Regions from separate parts of the Zea mays genome. Here region 2 is linked to region 1. A link is a contact called in public Hi-C data. All regions are on one chromosome and are shown on one strand. The core of a region is the stretch at or near the end of the contact, and the rest is flanking DNA. Distances in the headings are between cores, read along the strand shown.

Region 1 (3,821 bases), core at 616-3,115:
GGATATCCACTAAAATCAGAAAATTGAGTGGGGGCCTGTGCCCCCACTCGCCACCACGTGGGTCCGCCCCTGCCGGCGGCTCCAGCTGCACCATCGGCAGGCACTCTGCTCTGCTGTCTGGTCTCTGTAGCGTCCCGCCCCGCCGAGAACTACTCGTGCAGTTGCGCTCCAGAACTAGAAAGGACGCGCCGCGCTGCATCTGCATGCCATGTTCATGTGTATGTACCAGCAGTACGTGGTGTACGAGCGCTACGTGTGTCCGCCCCGCCCACGGACGGACGCAGAAAAGACGGCAGCGGCGCTGGCAGCTTCGCTCACACGCACCCGCACAAAAGGAGGGTGGTGCCGGGAGGGACACATGGGCCAATGGCGGCGCGCCGCGACGGGGGGCACGTAGCGATCGGCGACCGGCTTCCTGCGGATGCATATCCCCAGCACGGCAGCAGAGGCGGGCAAGCAAAGGCCAGTTCAGATCTTTTCTCTCGCTGTCTGTTTCCTTTTCATTTTTTTAGCAAAAAAAAAAAATCTCTCCGCTCGCATCTTTTGCGACGAATTTCTCGTTTCATCTCGCTTTTTATTTTGACGCATACTTCGTAATTAGCTTATTTTTTTAAAAAAAACTATTCGGTAGTTAACAGTACTTTTTAATATAAAAAACCAGTTAATGTAAAATCTGTTTAGAAACCAGCAGGAGCACGTACGTTTTTTTTTGGTTGACACGAGGGACATCATCCTCATCCAGCCCCCAGAGACACGGACAGACGGCGATGGCATGGTGATTGATGGCAAATTGGCAACCTTCCTTTTCCTGCTCGAACGGCCGGGTGCCAAGTGTCCAAGCCAGCGGTCTACCACATGGCGTGGCACCTGACAGGTCACCGGTACTAGTACTACTACTCGTCAATCAATCAATCATTGACGCGACCAGACCAGCCAGCCTTGTCGGAGGCGACGCCGGCTCCCTCCGACGACCCACCGGAGTCTGGAGAAACCGGCACCCACCACGGCCGGCGGTGCGTGTGCATCGGAGACTCCGGTCCGCCTCGCAGTCGCAGTCACAGCAGTGGGCTCTCGGCCTCGGCCGTCGCCCGAGCTCATTGCTCATCGGATCTGATCTCATGTCCCGACCGCGCGCCGACGCCGTCGCCCTGGGTTTCGTCGGATCTGGATCGGACCGCCCGGGCCGGCGTCACGCGCGCATCGTCATCCCTGTCGCCAACGGCAGCGCGTACGTGGCTACCCCCCTCTCGCATACATACATTATCCGGCGGCCGGGAAACGCCGTTTTCAGCTACAGCCTACAGGTAAAGCGTAGACTACTGTACTACGTATAGTATATGGAATGGATGACACTACGAGGCCGCCCTACTTATGGTCTGGAGACGACGAACTGGTCAACCAGCTCAAAACCGCTCCATCCTGATCTTTTTTCGTGTACCCATGAACTTACGTAAGATTTAACTAAAATTTACGACACCAAATATTCATTTATTTATTTGGTGTCGTAAATAGATCCTGCGTACGTGAGCAACGGAACAGTTGGCTGCATACCCGTACAGTACGTGCCCTGCGTACCAGGAAAAAAGTCAGGAAAAAATCCGTACCCCCTCCGAGTGTCAGGCTTCTCGTGAAGATCGGACACGCAGGGCCAGAGCAGAGCAGTGCCACTGCTACACTGAGTCACTGACAAACCGGCACGAAGTGGTCAGTCAGTCAGTCGCACAGGAACAGCGACCCACATGCGAGCGAATGGGAGCGCAACAGGTAGCAGAGACGAGGGGAGGCGCGCACGCGAGCAAGCACTGGTACGGTACAAGACAAATAATATCAAGCGCCACGCGGACCCTCCCCAGCGGCGTGACGAGTCGTGGAGACCTGCCCGCTACGGCGCAGCCAGCCCCAGGCCAATCCCCTCTTCCCACCTCGCTCGCTTCTTCTTCCTTCCCTTCCCCTCCCCGTTCCCCCCCACCTGCTCTGCCTGCTTCTTTCCCCCTCCCCACGCGCGCGCACCATCGGCTTCCTCATCACCCACCCCACCGAGACTGTACTCTGTAGCCATACCACACCCCTCCTACCACTGCAAGGCCGGCCGGCCCGCCCGCTCGCCGCTTCCTCGCGTCTCGAGTCCGTGCCTGCCTGGTGCGTCGATCGACCCCGAGTCCCGACCCCGGCCGCCTCTCACGGTGGTGGTGGTGGTTCTTCGACGCCGCGGTGGGCGGGGGGCACGCGTGTGGTTCGTGCAAGCCGGAGGGAGGGGGTTCTGCTGTGACTGTGATGGCGGCGGCGATGTGCGTGGATGACGAGGCCGCCTCCGCCGCCGCGGAAAGCGCGGGGGTCGACAAGCTGGATCTCGGCGCGGCCGCGGGCGGCAAGAGGAGCGTCTACCTCATGGACTGCGCGCCGGTCTGGGGCTGCGCGTCCACGCGCGGCCGCAGCGCCGAGATGGAGGACGCCTGCGCCGCGGCCCCGCGGTTCGCCGACGTGCCGGTGCGCCTCCTCGCCAGCCGCAGGGACCTCGACGGCCTGGGCCTCGACGCCGGCGCGCTCCGCCTGCCGGCGCACCTGTTCGGCGTCTTCGACGGCCACGGCGGTGCCGAGGTACGCCCGCGGGCTTGGGGGAAACCCACCCCACCTTCCATCGATGGCACCTGATCCGCCGCTTCTTGTCGCTGTGCAGGTGGCCAACTACTGCCGGGAGAGGCTCCAGGTACTCTTGAGGCAGGAGCTGAGGCTACTCGGCGAGGATTTGGGGCAGATTAGCTGCGACGTGGACATGAAGGAGCACTGGGACGAGCTGTTCACCGGATGCTTCCAGAGGCTGGATGACGAGGTGTCAGGGCAGGCGAGCAGGCTCGTCGGTGCCGTCCAGGAGTCACGGCCGGTGGCCGCCGAGAACGTGGGCTCCACTGCGGTTGTCGCCGTCGTGTGCTCATCCCATGTGGTGGTCGCCAACTGCGGGGATTCGCGTGCCGTTCTCTGCCGTGGGAAGGAGCCAGTAGAGCTGTCGATTGATCACAAGGTGAGCCTTTGCTTTTGCTTGGAGCGAGGCATGATGGCGATCGTGCGATTCACCCGTGGTTGTTTCAGCCTGACAGGAAGGATGAGCGCGCGAGGATTGAGGCCCTGGGAGGCAAGGTCATCCAATGGAACGGCTATAGGGTCTCCGGTATACTTGCTATGTCAAGATCGATTGGTATGTATATTGGTTCCTCAGCTAGATCTTGGTAGAATGACTCTTTTTAAGTGAGATGGAAATTATAGTTGTAGCAACATGAAAATGCTTATGCTGTTGCAACCACTTTTTATTCTGAGTTCCATAGTTTAACCACTTTTTTTATTCGAGTTCCATGGTATAAGATGAGCTCTCAAGACACCTACATCAATGCAACCCTACCGTTGTTATGAGACATCTAAGAAGCTCAATCATACAATGGAGGGTTTTTAAAATCAACCATATTATAAATGCTCTCAAGAGATTATGTTGTGTATGAAGAGTCGTGTAGAGACGCGCTATTCGCGAATAGCCGTTTCTTGTGTTTTTTACATTTAACCCCTAGAGACCCCTCAAAAGACGGGTATTAAATGAGGTTATACATACCATTAAGAAACAGAGAATAAAAATACATTCTTTGTAATTCGATCTAGAAATAGTTATGCCTCATATACTAGTACGGAGGGAGTAGTCAAGTACACTCTGTAGCGTGGTGACTTTGTGTAAGTTAGGATCAAAATCTAAGCAACCAGTTGCTGTAGGAATTGTTTTTTTGGTGGTATTATTATCTCTATCTATACGATCTAGAGAACCATGTTCAATCTAATGG
Region 2 (3,821 bases), core at 620-3,119, 160 kb before region 1:
CTCCACTGTGGCGCTGAGCAGGCGGTTGCCGACGTAGGCCCACCCGAGGTACATCCGCATGACCGCGAGCGTGACGGCGAGGATCCCGGACCCCGTGGCGCCGAGCGTGAGGTGCAGAGCGTCGCCGCCGGCCCCGCCGCGTGCCCCGAAGGCGGCGACGGGGAGCCCGACGAAGAGCGCGACGGCGGCGCCCGTGAGCGCGAGGCGGGAGCAGTAGGATCGGAGGTCCCCCGCCGCCCGGGAGAAGGGAAGGGAGGCCGCGAGCGCCTCGTACTCGTTCACACTTCACGGGGCGCTGCTCCGGCTGCACCGGGCACCACTCGGTCTCCGGCGAGGAGGAGCTTGGCGAGGCACGGGGACCGGGGGCACCCGCCGCGCGCCGCTCGCGGGGAGGGCGGGGCTAGGGTTCGGGGCCAAGGGGAGCGAGAGGAAGCGCGCGTGGAGGAGATCGGCCATGTGGAAGTGGGAGGGAAGGCGAGCGAGCAAAAGTGTTGTGACCCGGGAAGCAACGGCTCGCGCCCTCGCCGGCTCGGCGTCGGTTTCGTTCTAGCGTGGCCGCCTGCTGCAATGCTGCTCTCTCGCTCGCAGACTACAGAACGGAACTGTATTTTTACGGCTCTACGTGGCCGTACTGGCTACCGCCAACTAATCCACTGTCCCGTTCTTTATTTTAAATTTCATTATACAAACAATATCATATACAATTACACGTCCTTATATTTTACAAGATCCACCCACGGTCTAACATGTCTGAAAATGCAACCATACAATGCCCTTATCCCCTCACCTATTTAAGTTAAGCCCATGAAAAAACACGACAGACACTTCTAAGACGGTTTGAAAGCTAAACCGTTGAACAAAATTAAAGCGTCCTAATTTAATCTCTACCCCTTCATGGTACGTCGTCCGCCTCCTTCGCACTCGCGCCAGCGGCTAGCCCGATGACCCGATCCGCCTCTGCTCCGCCTAATCCACGCCTCTATGCTCTAGCCATCGCCTAGATCTATCAGGCAGCAGTCCCGCTCGTCCAGCCGGCCATCGGCCATGACAAACGCCCAGGCCACTAGGCTAGCAGGCGCTAAACTGCCGCAGGCCGCTCTGCCCGCCCAAGCGGCCAGTCGCCGCCCGCCTGCCAACGCTTGAGCACCCACGCCCAGTGACAGTGAGCTGTTAATTGAAGTTTTGATAGTATAATACTAGTATTCAATTATTCACTGAACATTTGAGTTGTTGATTTCATTTAAGTGCTGATGGGATGTGAGTTTTTCGATTGATAGAATTAATACCGACGAGGAGGTATTTGATAGCGCAAGGCAGTCGGCTACCTCCTCCACCACCAGTCAACCTTCCGCTCTACCTCAAGACAATAATAACAGGTATAATCTAGATGAAATTGTAATTAATCCATCCTAGGGTTAGATCATTTTCGCGGCACCCAAAACTTGACATGTAAGGTGAAAAGTAGAACTATAGGTAGAATAAGATCACAGCAGCTCCCAGGCTTTGCTCCAGATTTGCCACTCGCATAATGTGTGATGGTGAACCAAACGTCTTTGTAAACTTTTTCCTCACGAAGCAATCCATACCAAACAGGCAAATATATCAAATACTACCAATGGAAGTAAGAGTACTCGTCAACAGGGACCCACAATTTCGTGCACCGAGAAAACGGGAAAGAGAGGGTCCCTCTCCACTAGGCCCACCAGAACAAGTAGACCCACACGTCATGGTAACGAAGCGGGAGAGCCTAGGTGAGAGTAGCGTCTGCTGCCACCCGCTCCCCAGGTGCATGCACCTCCCCCTACCTGTCCACCTCCTCCCTCCCCTCCCCTCCCCTCCCCTCCCGGCTCCCGCACGCTATAAACTGTAGCTGCCGCGGCGCCTGCTTCTCCCCGATGCGTCAAACACTTGACCTGCACACGGACAGCGGCGGTGGCGTCCCGATCCTGTCCACCCACCCATCTAATGCGGCCGCGAGGAGGATCCACCTGATTCTGCTGCTCCTGCTCCTCCTTCTAGTGAGTTCTATTCCCGTCCCCCTCCCTACCCGCTGCGCGCTGCTAGGATCTTCGCCTGCGAAAATTTTCGGTTCAGTCGTCAGGAGGTGAGCTTCCAGGAGGTCATTGCTTGTTTTGCCTGCTATTGGGTTTCCGTTTAGTGCATTATTGTTACTGCTACCGCAAATCCGTTGCCGTCGCTTAAAGAGAACAGTGTTGCCGTCGCGTGAAGAGAAGCAACATGTGACAGAGTCTGCAAACGAAGTTGGTGTGTAGTTTGCACGATTGTTTACTGTGTTATAATCTGGTGTGCTTAGTTGCAAGATGTTCTCGTGAGAGATTCTTCGGAAGTTTAGATGACACACACACACACACAAAGTACACTGTACACACCCAAAAATATCCGATCCTGTTTGCGTGTGTAACCGACCAGTAGGAAAGCGATGGGCTATGGCGCTGGACTTCAGAGTAGAAATGAATGCAGAATGCCCAATGGCTCGGTGGAAATGGCATGCGAAAGCAGATCAAATCAGTCTGAAACTCTGAAACCATGGCTACTGCCTTTAAGTGAAGAAACACTTACCTGATAATTGGTTTTTTTATATATATCAGGATAATGGGGCATAAGCTTATGCTGCTGCTTGTAACACCTGAATATTCCATTTTTTTTTCTCACATGTGCGTTACTCTTAATAAACCTTTGAATTCCAGGCGTGGACTTCGTTTATGCTATACGCTTGTCTCTTCTCAGTTTCTTTGTCATTTGGTTAGTAACAAACCGGTAGCATTGTTATGGCAGTGAGTTACTGAGAAGTAATAGAGTTACCCCCTCTATAGCCGGGGGCATGAATATCAGCATGACAAAAGGCAAATCAAATGCTAGGTGTCGTCCCACTCCCATTACTGCTTCTCTTTATACTTCTAGTCAGCGTTTGACATTTTTGCTGACTTGTCCTTGTCATAACGATATCCGAAGATTTGCTGCTACCTTTCTTCAATCATATACTGTCATCTTCTTTTTTTTAAAAGAAAGGCCATGCCGTTGTGTTCATAGAGCTGCGAAAGCGCCATATATTATGTGGGCATCATTTGTAATGTTTTTTTTCTGTCTTATTAGAGTAGAATGTTCAATGATCACGCAAATTAATGTGCATAGCTTGAGTGGGGCTTGATACTTTTCAGGTCGAGAGACCATGACACGGAAGTCAGCAGTAGCGGATTATGTTTAGTGGCACAAGGATCATTCGTGTAGCTGAAAGGATTTGCCTTCAATGGAGCTTGAAGCTGCTCCTGACGATAAAGTATTCTGTTCAGATGATGAGATGCAGACGCTGTGGCCTCTGGGACAAGTAGACCCAAAGAGCGTGAGGTTCCCTTGCTGCATCGTGTGGACTCCTCTCCCAGTAGTTTCATGGCTGGCTCCCTACATAGGGCACGTGGGGATTGCTCGGGAGGATGGAACCGTCTTGGACTTTGCAGGTTCGAATTTAGTGAGTGTGGATGATCTGGCTTATGGTTCTGTCGCCAGATGCCTGCAGCTTGACAGGGCAAAGGTAAGAACTTTGCTCAGTCCCAGATTTGAGTTTTTTGTGTTTATATATATAGCATTAGGACCTCGGGAATGAAGGTGCAATGAGAACTATTGTAATCCAAGCTTTTGGAAAGCAGGCTGGCTCTGCTTTAAGCCACATTTCTGTTTTTATCTGCATGGCATATGGAAAAAATACATAGTGTGAGTACAGTTGCAAACAAAAAAGCAACTGTATCCACACTACGGATCCCCCCCCCCAGGAATCACACTGGAATTTCAATATTAAGGACTAG

What was found. Hi-C and Micro-C count contacts between places; a contact is called where the count stands out from the background.
Region 2: a contact with region 1 is called in a Hi-C map of leaf, with 4 times the contacts expected there. The contact joins the promoter of LOC100276634 here to the promoter of LOC100381549 in region 1. A contact is called at or near these places in 3 of 25 Hi-C or Micro-C datasets (bundle sheath, leaf and tassel).

What each region holds. Positions count from the first base shown.
Region 1 is chr6:173,044,502-173,048,322 of Zm-B73-REFERENCE-NAM-5.0, reverse strand. It overlaps LOC100381549, which reads left to right and starts at 1,865. Exons shown (of 4, transcript NM_001361444.1): 1 at 1,865-2,598; 2 at 2,678-3,019; 3 at 3,088-3,193. The coding sequence starts at 2,275.
Region 2 is chr6:173,203,651-173,207,471 of Zm-B73-REFERENCE-NAM-5.0, reverse strand. It overlaps LOC100276634 (reversion-to-ethylene sensitivity1 like3), which reads left to right and starts at 1,869. Exons shown (of 3, transcript NM_001150373.1): 1 at 1,869-2,018; 2 at 3,180-3,550. The coding sequence starts at 3,269. It also overlaps the pseudogene LOC100274973.